3 separate regions of the Mus musculus genome follow, and all the other regions are linked to region 3. The links are chromatin contacts, called in public promoter capture Hi-C maps. All regions are on one chromosome and are shown on one strand. The core of a region is the stretch at or near the end of the contact, and the rest is flanking DNA. Distances in the headings are between cores, read along the strand shown.

Evidence for each region. Promoter capture Hi-C pulls out the DNA fragments that hold promoters and counts their contacts. Capture Hi-C pulls out chosen DNA fragments and counts their contacts.
Region 1: a contact with region 3 is called in a promoter capture Hi-C map of adipose tissue, with 2.7 times the contacts expected there. The contact joins the promoter of Arhgap19 here to the promoter of Entpd7 in region 3. A contact is called at or near these places in 4 of 39 promoter capture datasets (hematopoietic stem and progenitor cells, liver, neutrophils and 1 more), 1 of 115 datasets of contacts at active chromatin or transcription factors (pancreatic cancer cells) and 2 of 9 other capture datasets (adipose tissue and liver).
Region 2: a contact with region 3 is called in a promoter capture Hi-C map of liver, with 6 times the contacts expected there. The contact joins the enhancer-like site here to the promoter of Entpd7 in region 3.

What each region holds. Positions count from the first base shown.
Region 1 is chr19:41,800,553-41,803,757 of GRCm38.p6, forward strand. It overlaps Arhgap19 (Rho GTPase activating protein 19), which reads right to left and starts at 1,532. Exons shown (of 12, transcript NM_027667.3): 1 at 1,420-1,532. The coding sequence starts at 1,475.
Region 2 is chr19:42,195,338-42,198,372 of GRCm38.p6, forward strand. Sfrp5 (secreted frizzled-related sequence protein 5) reads right to left here. Exons shown (of 3, transcript NM_018780.3): 3 at 2,634-3,035. Among named protein-coding and RNA genes, the nearest start is that of Sfrp5, 5.4 kb to the right of the region's middle. Within about 2 kb of position 1,339, at least 19 of the 459 cell types and tissues checked have an H3K27ac peak or open chromatin away from gene starts, as enhancers often do. A contact at or near this core is called in liver, where this site is marked.
Region 3 is chr19:43,688,106-43,691,384 of GRCm38.p6, forward strand. Entpd7 (ectonucleoside triphosphate diphosphohydrolase 7) reads left to right here and starts at 1,584. Exons shown (of 13, transcript NM_053103.5): 1 at 1,584-1,799; 2 at 2,074-2,176; 3 at 2,913-3,095. The coding sequence starts at 2,169.

The sequences.
Region 1 (3,205 bases), core at 282-2,781, 1.9 Mb before region 3:
TCCCATTGATTAAATGGGGCTGGGGATGCAGCTCAGTCAGTAGGGGGCTTGCCTAGCAGCACATAAGACAGGGCTTGGTGGCATATGCCTGTAATTCCAGCACTTGGGAGGCAGAGGAAGGAGGTTCGGAAGCTCAAGATTGGGGTTCCCTGGATTACATGAGAGACTCTGTTTCAAAAATAAATAAATAAATAAATAAGCCTCACAAGAACCCCCAGACTAATCCCCTGCAATATGCAATTGACAAGTACACGGGTAGCTGAAACGAGACTGGGAGTTCCAGTCCAGCCGAGGTACTTAGCAAGAACCTGTCTCAGTAACGACAATAGAGGGTTTCAGATTCAGAGAAAACTGTGTTGGTCAGATAGTTAACAGTTTCAAATTTTACATTCAGTTGACAGCAGCCTCAAGGAAGAATTCTAAGTCCTCTTGCTGTAGAACAGTATTTCATTTGTCCTCATTTTCATTACAATTCAGGATTTTCGAGTCGGAGGAGAGATAATCTAATGACATTTATCAACCCACGGGCACAGTTCCCGGGAGAAATAAAAGGTCAAAGAGTGGAAAACTCCTCCATACAAAACAGTAACAATACCCACACAAGCCCATCAGGGCTCAGGAAAAATCAGGCTCACAAACTCGGTTTCCCAAAATTCTTGGTTCTTCTGTTCTGTACTAACTCCGTACCAAAGCATAGCATTGATCATACTCTCTGACAATGTAAGTAATCTCATTCTATTGGAGTGTGTCAGACTCCAAATATTTGTTTGTAATCGGTTAAGAAAGGCTCGACTTTATGACAGGGACAGTACTCGTTCCAGAAAGAAGAAATGAGATCACAATTTCAAGGAAACATAAAAATCTATCGTATTTTGAAGTGTTTGCCAGGATGGGTGCTATGCGCTTTAAATAGGTTGTGTCATCCCGTCCAGGTTCTGAAATAAGTATCGTTATGTTTATTTACAGAAGAAGGCTGAAGCCGAGAAAGGTCAGCCAGCTTAGGGGACAAAAATCCCTTTTAACCATCACTCAAGTCGCGGCTCTGAGTAAAGCGCAGAGGCTGTCACGAAGGACATTTAAAGCTCCCGGGGCGTTGTGGGATTCTCTAAACCGCTCTGGGCTTCAGTTGCCACTCAAAACGCTCGGCGCCAGGGCAGACACCATGACCGTGGCCCGGGGGTCTGCAGCCAGAGCGTCGGGAGGGCTCCACACACGGCCGTGGGACTCGCGGAGAGCAGCGCAGCGGGAAGCACGGACCGCAAAGACCCGCCTCAGCCCCCGCAGGCGCGTCGGCGTAGACACCACGGGAGAGAGGAACAAAGCCCGGGCCTGTGGACCACGGTGACTCAAGGGCAGGGCGGCGACATCGCTAGCCCACAGTCCCGTCTCCTAGGCAGCAGGACGGAAAACTTGGCTCACCTCCGGCCAGAGTCGCAGACCGGCGCCTCCCCTCCACTCGGCGCCTCAGCCGCCATCTTCCGCGGCAGCTTGGTCTGCAGCCCCGCCTCAGGCACCGCCCCTTAGCCCTTAGATTGGCTAGGATGGTTTTCTAAGTCCTGTACGATTGGACGAACCTATGGCCCCGCCTAAATAAGAACCGTTCCATGCTACTATTGGTCTATTCAAATATCTAACTGTCATTGGTAGCACAGAACCAACGAAAGGGCAGGAGAAACACCTGCCCGAGGCCTACCGGGAGATGTAGTTTCTCGTTTTGATTAACCCATGTAGTTCCGCGGATCAAGTCACAAATTCCTGGCTGCGCTCCCCTCCCCGCTAGGTAAATCTCTGAGTTACAAAACTGTCGGTTTTTAAAGTCACTTGAAGAGAAAAGGTTCTTGAGGCCCTGCCCATCCCCCAGTTCGGTAGGCAGTTAACGGTTGCTAGGGAAAAGGGCTCATCACCCCTCACTCACTTAAACCCCCATTCACCCCACCCCCAAGATCCATAGGCTTAGTAAAAGGGAAGAAAAGGCATTTTCTTCAATGGTATATAATCAGTGGTAAATTGCATACGTTCCTGTAAGCTACCCTAAGTAAACTCTTGTGTGTGTATATATGTATGTGTGTATGTATGTATGTATTTATGTATGAATGTATGTATGTGTGTGTGTATGTATGCAGGGGCTGATCTTCAGGGTACATATTTGGGGGAGGGGGAAAGTCAGTATAAAGACACCAAAAGCACTGGCTAGAATAGAGAGGCAAATTTTGGGTCATCCAAACAAGCCTCCTTGGGTGACTTCAGGCCAACAAGAAAATGTGACTAAGCCAGGCAGTGGTGGCGTATACCTTTAATCCCAGCACTTGGGAGGCAGAGGCAGGTGGAAAAAAAAAAAAAAAAAAAAAAAACATGGTATTGATATATGAAATTCACAATTAACAATAAGGGGCAGCTAGAGATGGTTCCGTGGTTCTAAGAACACTTGCTGCTTTTCCTGAAGACTAGAGTTTGATTCCCTGCATTGAAAGGTTCACAAGGGCCAGACAGTGAGTCCAGTTCCAAAGGACTGATTGCCTTCCTATAGCCTCCAGAGCTGGCCTCCGGGGCACATGCGCACAGATGCACAGAGACACATAAAATCTTTTCTAAAAGCAAAAAATATAGATGGTAGAGAGTAAAAAGTGAAGGGAAAGAACATTGTGACCCTGACTTGACCCCCAGACCAGGCAACCTTGACCCTATCTTGACCCCAAGCTCAAAATCAGGGCCAAGAAACAGAATCCCACCAATCCCTGAGCACAAAATTCCCACCAACCCCTAGAATTGCCCCAAAATCAGGCCACAAAAATCCCACCACTCCCTCCCTGGACACCCTGGAAAGCTCTGTCTTCATCGCCTGTCCCGCCCCACCAAGAAACCCTATACAAAACCCGCTGAGCTTCTGCCGCTTTTCACCCCAGCAGAGGCCGCCACCCTCCGCGGGTTTCCCCTTGCAGTAAGTTTCCTGTGTGAGGTTGGTTGTATGCTGGGTGGGACTTTGTGGTATTCCTTGGCTCAGGACTGCCAGAGTATCTCTGAGCAGAGCTATAACACTTTCACTGGGGACATCTCCCCCTGCTGGAGCAGAGATGGTGTTACACTTGCATTGGGGGAAACAACCCTCCCCCACCCTAACCCCTCCACCCCTAACCCCCACCCCATTTCCATCCCCAAAGGTAATGGGGAAGCCTTTCCCTTCAGAACTATAACACATACTGAAGGT
Region 2 (3,035 bases), core at 89-2,588, 1.5 Mb before region 3:
TGGCTCGGTGTGGTGGCACACACCTTTAATCATAGCACTTAGGGGTAGAAGCAGGTGACTCTCTGAGTTTTTAGCCATTCTGGTCTACATAGTGTGGTTAGCCACTTAGGGCTACACTGTGAGATCCTATCTCAAAATGGCAGCTGTAAAGCTTAAATTAGAATTCCAAAGTGCTTTTGAGTAGTGTCTGCTATTTGCCCTGGCATGGGTTTATATGCTACCTAGGGGCCTAATTCTGAAGCAAGCAAAACCCCAGATGTAGTCTCCATACTTCTGGCCTTTAGGTAAGACGTCCCGGCTTTTCCCTGCCCTCTTGTCAGTCATGTATCTCAGTTGAGTGAAGAATCAGGTATTTTGCTGGGTACCTACTGTGTGTGGGCATTGTTGTGTTAGCGACAATACAAATAACCACCATTGGCCACCTAAGCTCTGCATTATGTCCAGGTCCTTGTCGCACACTCGGCAGCACTGCCATGTACCCAGTGTTGCCTGGCTACTAATTCATAGGACCAGAGGCCAGAACTACATTGCCTCTTCTCACCCCCACCCCGAGTGTGAGGTTCCTTGCTCCCAAGTCACTCCTGTTTTCTATGAGAATTTTTATGTTTTTTATGTTCAGGTGAAAACTTGATTTCCTCCGCTCTCTCGAAGGGAGGGGGTGGTCATGTGATTTAGTCCTAGCCTGGAGCTGGAATGGAAGCCGACCAGATTGTCCTGCTGGCCTGCTGCTTACCTGCTCAGGAGGGGTGGGGACTCCTGAGCTGTAGCTGTAGGCCTTGCTGTCAGGAATTGGGAAGAGGTACTATCTTGTAGTCAAGAACTGCAGACATCTGGAGCCTGGCGCATCCCCAACACATAGCTCCCTACCTCTAGACCTTCCGTGTGGAGAGGTCCCCATGTACCATGGAATGCATTTCCACTCCTGTGATCAGAGGTCAGCCTTCACTGGTTTCTTGAGTCCAGGTGTGGGCTTTTGTCAACTGGGAAGGAACTCGGTATGACCAGCAGGACTGGCTAAAGAAAGACCGGCCCGGGGCCTTGCAGAGCCTCCCTGCTCCCTGGGAGAATTCCTCTCCATTCCAGAAGAGATTCTAGGCAGGCAGAGAACAGAAGTGGGGCATAGGGCCAGATCCCTTTTGGGGTGGTAAGAAGTGCCCTCTTGGGCTCTCCCAAATGGTAGGCTACAGAAGCCCTCTCCCACCTCCACTCCCTGCCGCCAGCACCTGCCAGGCGAGCACTGGACTTGAGCCAGAGGTGGCCGGATCCTGTGTGCTTGGTGGAAAAATAATATCTGTGCCTGGTGAACCAGAGAAGTGCCTGTCAATATTTGGTTAGAGTGGAGGCTGGGAGACAAGGCACAGATTCAGGGAGCCAGGCGGGTTGGGCAGGGTTTGGGCAGGCTGGGTGGCAACCACCTCCTCTGAATGAGGAACAGGGGCCTCTGCTGCTTGGGCAGAGCCCACCTGGCCGCCCAGAGGTGATTTATGGTTAAGTGGCCAGGCCACCTGCTCGTGAGGCCTCCATGGAGGGCAGTTTAACTGGCCCACTTTAGTCTTTGCTTGCTGTGCCCTTCTTGGCCATGCCACCACTTCTGTTTTGCCCAGGTGACATTTTTCCAGGGAGTACCCTTCCAGAGCTGGTGGCTCCTGTATTTTGGAGGAGTAGCAGGACTTGACTTCTCTGCTGGCCAGGAAAAAGCTCTCAGAGTGCCTGCTGTTTGCCCTGTGGACATCTACCCGGTCTTCCCACATCTGTGGACGGACCTTACCTCGTCTCCATAGTGAACTCTTTGCACATGCCTCTTCCCTCCAAGCCTTCTCCTGGCCCTGCACCTGCACCTCAAAGCTGCTGTGTGCACCCCAGCCTTCTCCCTCCCTGCTTCAGGTCTCTTTGTCCTAGTGATTGCTCTCAGAGCCTCCCTGCATACCACTAGGTGGCAAAACACTGGGGTTCTGGTGCTTGGCAGAGGCCCTGTTTTCATTCCACGGGAGTGGGGCCCAGGATTTGTTAAAAGCTCTGTAGATGGGCTAAGGTTATGTATTTAAAAAAAATGCAGGTTCTTAGGTTAGATCCCCAGTAATATTCTAAAAATAACAAAGCAGTCTATTACAGCAAGGTAGAGTGTGAATTCCCAGGCAAGCACTTTGTCTCCCAATGGCAGACACTCCTAGCCCTCTGAGATGTGTCTCTAACTAGCTCCTGGGTAACATGGCTGCTGCCGGCCCAGGAACATGCTTAGAGTGAAATCCATATAAAGCAGCTGTCACCTTTATGTCAGGATTAGTGCCCAGGAGTATCTGGAAATCCCAGGAGAGAGGTGACATTGTCCCCGGTGATCTGGCCTTCTTAGACCCTTCTGACCTGGAAATGCCCAGATGGGGACAGTGCATGACTGGGAGTCTTCTAACTATGGGAAAGGGTTGGAAACATGGGACGTCTGTGTCTTCTCAGGGACATCTCTATTCCTAACTTAGTGGCTTGGAGGTGAGAGTAACACCTTGTATTCTCGGGGAACAGTTTTTCTTAGGCTTTCCAAGGAGATGAGTGGACCAAGTGTCAGCTCAGGGTCCATTTCTCAAAGCCATCTGAATCTTCCTACACTTCCACCTCTTGAGAACTACTGGATAAAGAAATTAATTGGTCCAAAGCAACTGTTGTTTTATTTAATTAAAAACTTTTTAAAAAAATTAAGGACCAAACCTGTTGTCTAGAATCAGCGGCCCCACAGCAGTAGCAATAATTTATCGTCGTTGGGATACAGGGATTGAGGAGGCAGAGCAAGAGCCAGGGAGCAAGGCTGTGTGGCAGTGAACGCAGAAGCAGCTGAGCCTGCACTCCAGTCCATCGTGGCTCCAGATGAGGAGTGGGCGTGGCTGGAAGACGTGGAGGCCTTGGATCTTGCTCTTTGGAGGACTGTGATGACACACAAAGGGGCATGGGGGAGGAAAGCTATTCCCTAAGTACGGATCCCGCTTAGCGATGAGACCCACAATCCTTTCTGGAAAGCCCCTCCCCAGGCTGCAGGAGGCCCTGTA
Region 3 (3,279 bases), core at 334-2,833:
CAGGGTTTCATGGTCTGTGCCAGGAAAACGCTCTACCAGCTGGTCTACGTCCCGAGCCCTGCATTTGCCTGCACACCTTTTGCTCAGTGCGGTTCCAGTGTCCCAGATTAAGTGTGACACTAAAGCATCGTGGTGGTTGACCAGAGTTCTGTCATCCTTGATCTGACCTTTGTCTACTTTGTCTTCCCCTTCTGCTACTCTGATAGCTGGGTTGCCATCTTACCTTGTCCTTTTTCCTTGAACTGTACATATTCCTGTCTGTCCTGGAACTCACTATGGACGATAGGCTGACCTCGAACTAACAGAGATCCACCCACCTTTACCTCCAAGTGTAGGATTCCAAGACTCCAGCCAGCTTCTTTTTTGTTTGCTCTTTTTCTAACTCAGGCCCAGCTGCAGAGCGCTGAGTGGAGTGTGTTCCTCTGCACCTGTCACTCAACCTTCAGCCTGTCTTTGCTATGATACCTCGTCAGAGATAGACAAGCCCAGTCCCTTTCACTACCAAAGCTGCTTTACTCTTTTGAGAGCTTCGATTCTCTGCCAAATGCAGTGACAGTGACTGTCACTGGTTACAGCCAGCTTTGAATAAAATTGTCCCTATTGATCTCCTCTTGGTCTTCATCCCCGTCCAGGTATTCATTTACGTCCTGTGTTGGCGGCGTTTTATAAGGGATGGTGTGACTTAGCTTTGGGGATGTGTAAGAGCGGATACTCCTGCTCTCAAGGATAGGGAGTTAGTGGGGCAGACAGGCACATGGTTGTAAATCGAGGAGTAACTGAAACAGAAGGTGTCTATAAAAAGATGTGGGGTCGGGTAAGATTTTTGGAGGAAGACACCCTTAAGCCAAAGGTAAGACATGATCAGGAGCTGATAAAGTGAGAAGAGCAGAATGTACAAAAACCATCAGGTCCCAACACTCAAGGGTACACATGCTGGAGCTTAACCAAGAGGTGAGGAGACCCAGTAGGTGCACCGTGGACAGTAATGAAAGGGACAGGTTGTAAAAACTTTAGATTTTCTGTCATTCAAGAGACTTCTTCATGCAAAATGAGACACGGGGCTGGTGTAAGCAAGAGTTAAGGGACTGTTTCTTTTGTGTTACCATAGGGCCCAGGAGGACAACAATACAAATGTTCATGATCTGCACCCAGTAGACAACCAACGTTGAAGAAATGGACACGAGTACTTTGATGCAAACGTCACCGGCTCTAATTTTTTCTCACAGTGTTTCTATCATGAGAGATGACAGTGATCCTGGGATATCAGTTTGTGGGCAAAAGGGACGGGATGGAGGAACTGCCAATGAGGGAAGAAAGGCTATGAGCAAGGGGTGCGTAGCTGTGATGAGCATTCGGAGACCCACCCACAGGAACGGTGGAAGCTGCAGCGGTGAAGGCCACCGCAGGGAGCTGGCCTTGCAGCAGCAGTCTGTGGCCTCTCCCGTGCGGGCTGCGGGTCCCAGCCCGCCCTCCAGGCGGAGCCTGGGTGCGACGACTTTTCCATTGGTCACGGCCGGGAGTCCAGGGGCGGGCATTCGTGGCCAGGCACCTTTGGGGATTGGTGTCGTTGTGAACAGACGCTCAGTTTGTGACCGCCGCGGCTTCGCCGGTGGCTCCGGCTGCGCGCAGGGCGGGCCTCTCCGGGTCCCCTGCAGTCATTGGCTCGGTGCGGTTTCCTTGGGGACGTGGCGCCGCCGGAGGCCGGGCCTCCTTCCGGCTGTGTTGGGAGCCACTGGGAACCGCTGAGGACCAGGACCAGGCCGGGCTGTGCAGAGGGACGAGCGGGCCTCGGGATTCCCGTGAGTGGGATTGCGGGAGAGCTGCGGGACGGATAGGGACGAGGAGAGGAAGCGGGGTCCCCTGTCCCTACCACCTGGGGTGGCGTGCTCCGTGAACACTGAGCCTGTCCACAGGAAAGCCCCGCGTTCGGGATGCACGGTAGGATCCTCTGGGCCCGTGGGAGGAGAGAGAAGCGACACGGAGTGAGGGTCAGTACAGTGGGAAGGAAACGTGCAGTCGCTGCGGGGATCAGGTCCTTTGGGCACTGTCTGAAAGCCAGCCAACCCTTTCTAGGCTGCAGGCTTAGGAGATGCCTGGGACTAGGAGGCCACCCTCTCAAAGCAAAAGGAAACGGAGGTGACAGACGTCGAGACCACTGAAGGGAACCCATGGCTAGGTAAGGTTTGCACTCATTATATCTGTCAAGGAGCTGAGTGGAGGGTGGTAGCAGGGGCGCGGGGGGGGGGGCGGGGGCGCTGGGAGGCTAGGTGAGGTTTGCCCTGAGGCTGCGCCTAAACTTTGCATCCTGGTCAGGTGTATGCAAAAATGTCAAAGCTGCATTCTTTGGAAAGGCCAGTCGAATCATTTCCAGCCCATAACCTGGGGTCTTGAGAGTAGCAGTGGTTGTCTCTGAAAGGTGGTTGAGTTAAGGCCAAAGACTCAGTTTTGACTGTGTATCTGTTAAAACTAATTTTAAGAAAGGTCTCCTTGTGTCTATAATTTGCTAAAGCATTTTTAAAAAAAATCAGTTAAATAACTTGTGTAACTATCTGGTTTCTTGACAGCATGGCTAGTGGTCGGTCATGTTGCAGCCTCTCTGATTAGCCAGTGTTAGGAAGACCCCACCCCCCCACCCCTGTGCCCCCCGCCCCTGTGCCCCCCTCCCTTTGATCTTTCCACCAACAGTAGATTATTCAAGCACATCATGTCTTTCTAAACTGCATGATGGAAAGAAACACTATGAACAATACAGGTGCTTGCCTTTCATTTGCAACTTAAAAAAAAAAACCATTTAGACTTCTCTTGACCTGGGATTTTTGCCTTTCAGGGTGTTCATCTAGTTTTAAAAACAGTTTTAAAGCGGTAATTTATGGAGAGATTTTAGGACTTAACAAATGTTTGTCTCATTCCAGGATCAGTTTTTCCTACCTCTGCCCAGCCTCCTGGTACTTCACTGTGCCCACAGTGAGCCCGTTTCTCCGTCAGCGGGTGGCATTCCTGGGACTCTTCTTTATACCCTGTGTCCTTTTACTTCTTTTAATCATGGATTTACGACACTGGGCCACTTCGTTACCACGGGACAGGCAGTATGAGAGGTAAGTCAGCTTTTGATCACTTTGCTCAGATTGGTTTTGAAGTTACAACCTTACGTTTGTAGTTCAGGGGACTGACCCGGGGTCTTGCACGTGCTCAGTAAGCATCATGTCACTAAGTTATGTCCTCACCCTCTTTAAATGTTTAATGGTGGAGACAGGGTTCTCACTAAATTTCCCTGGCCTC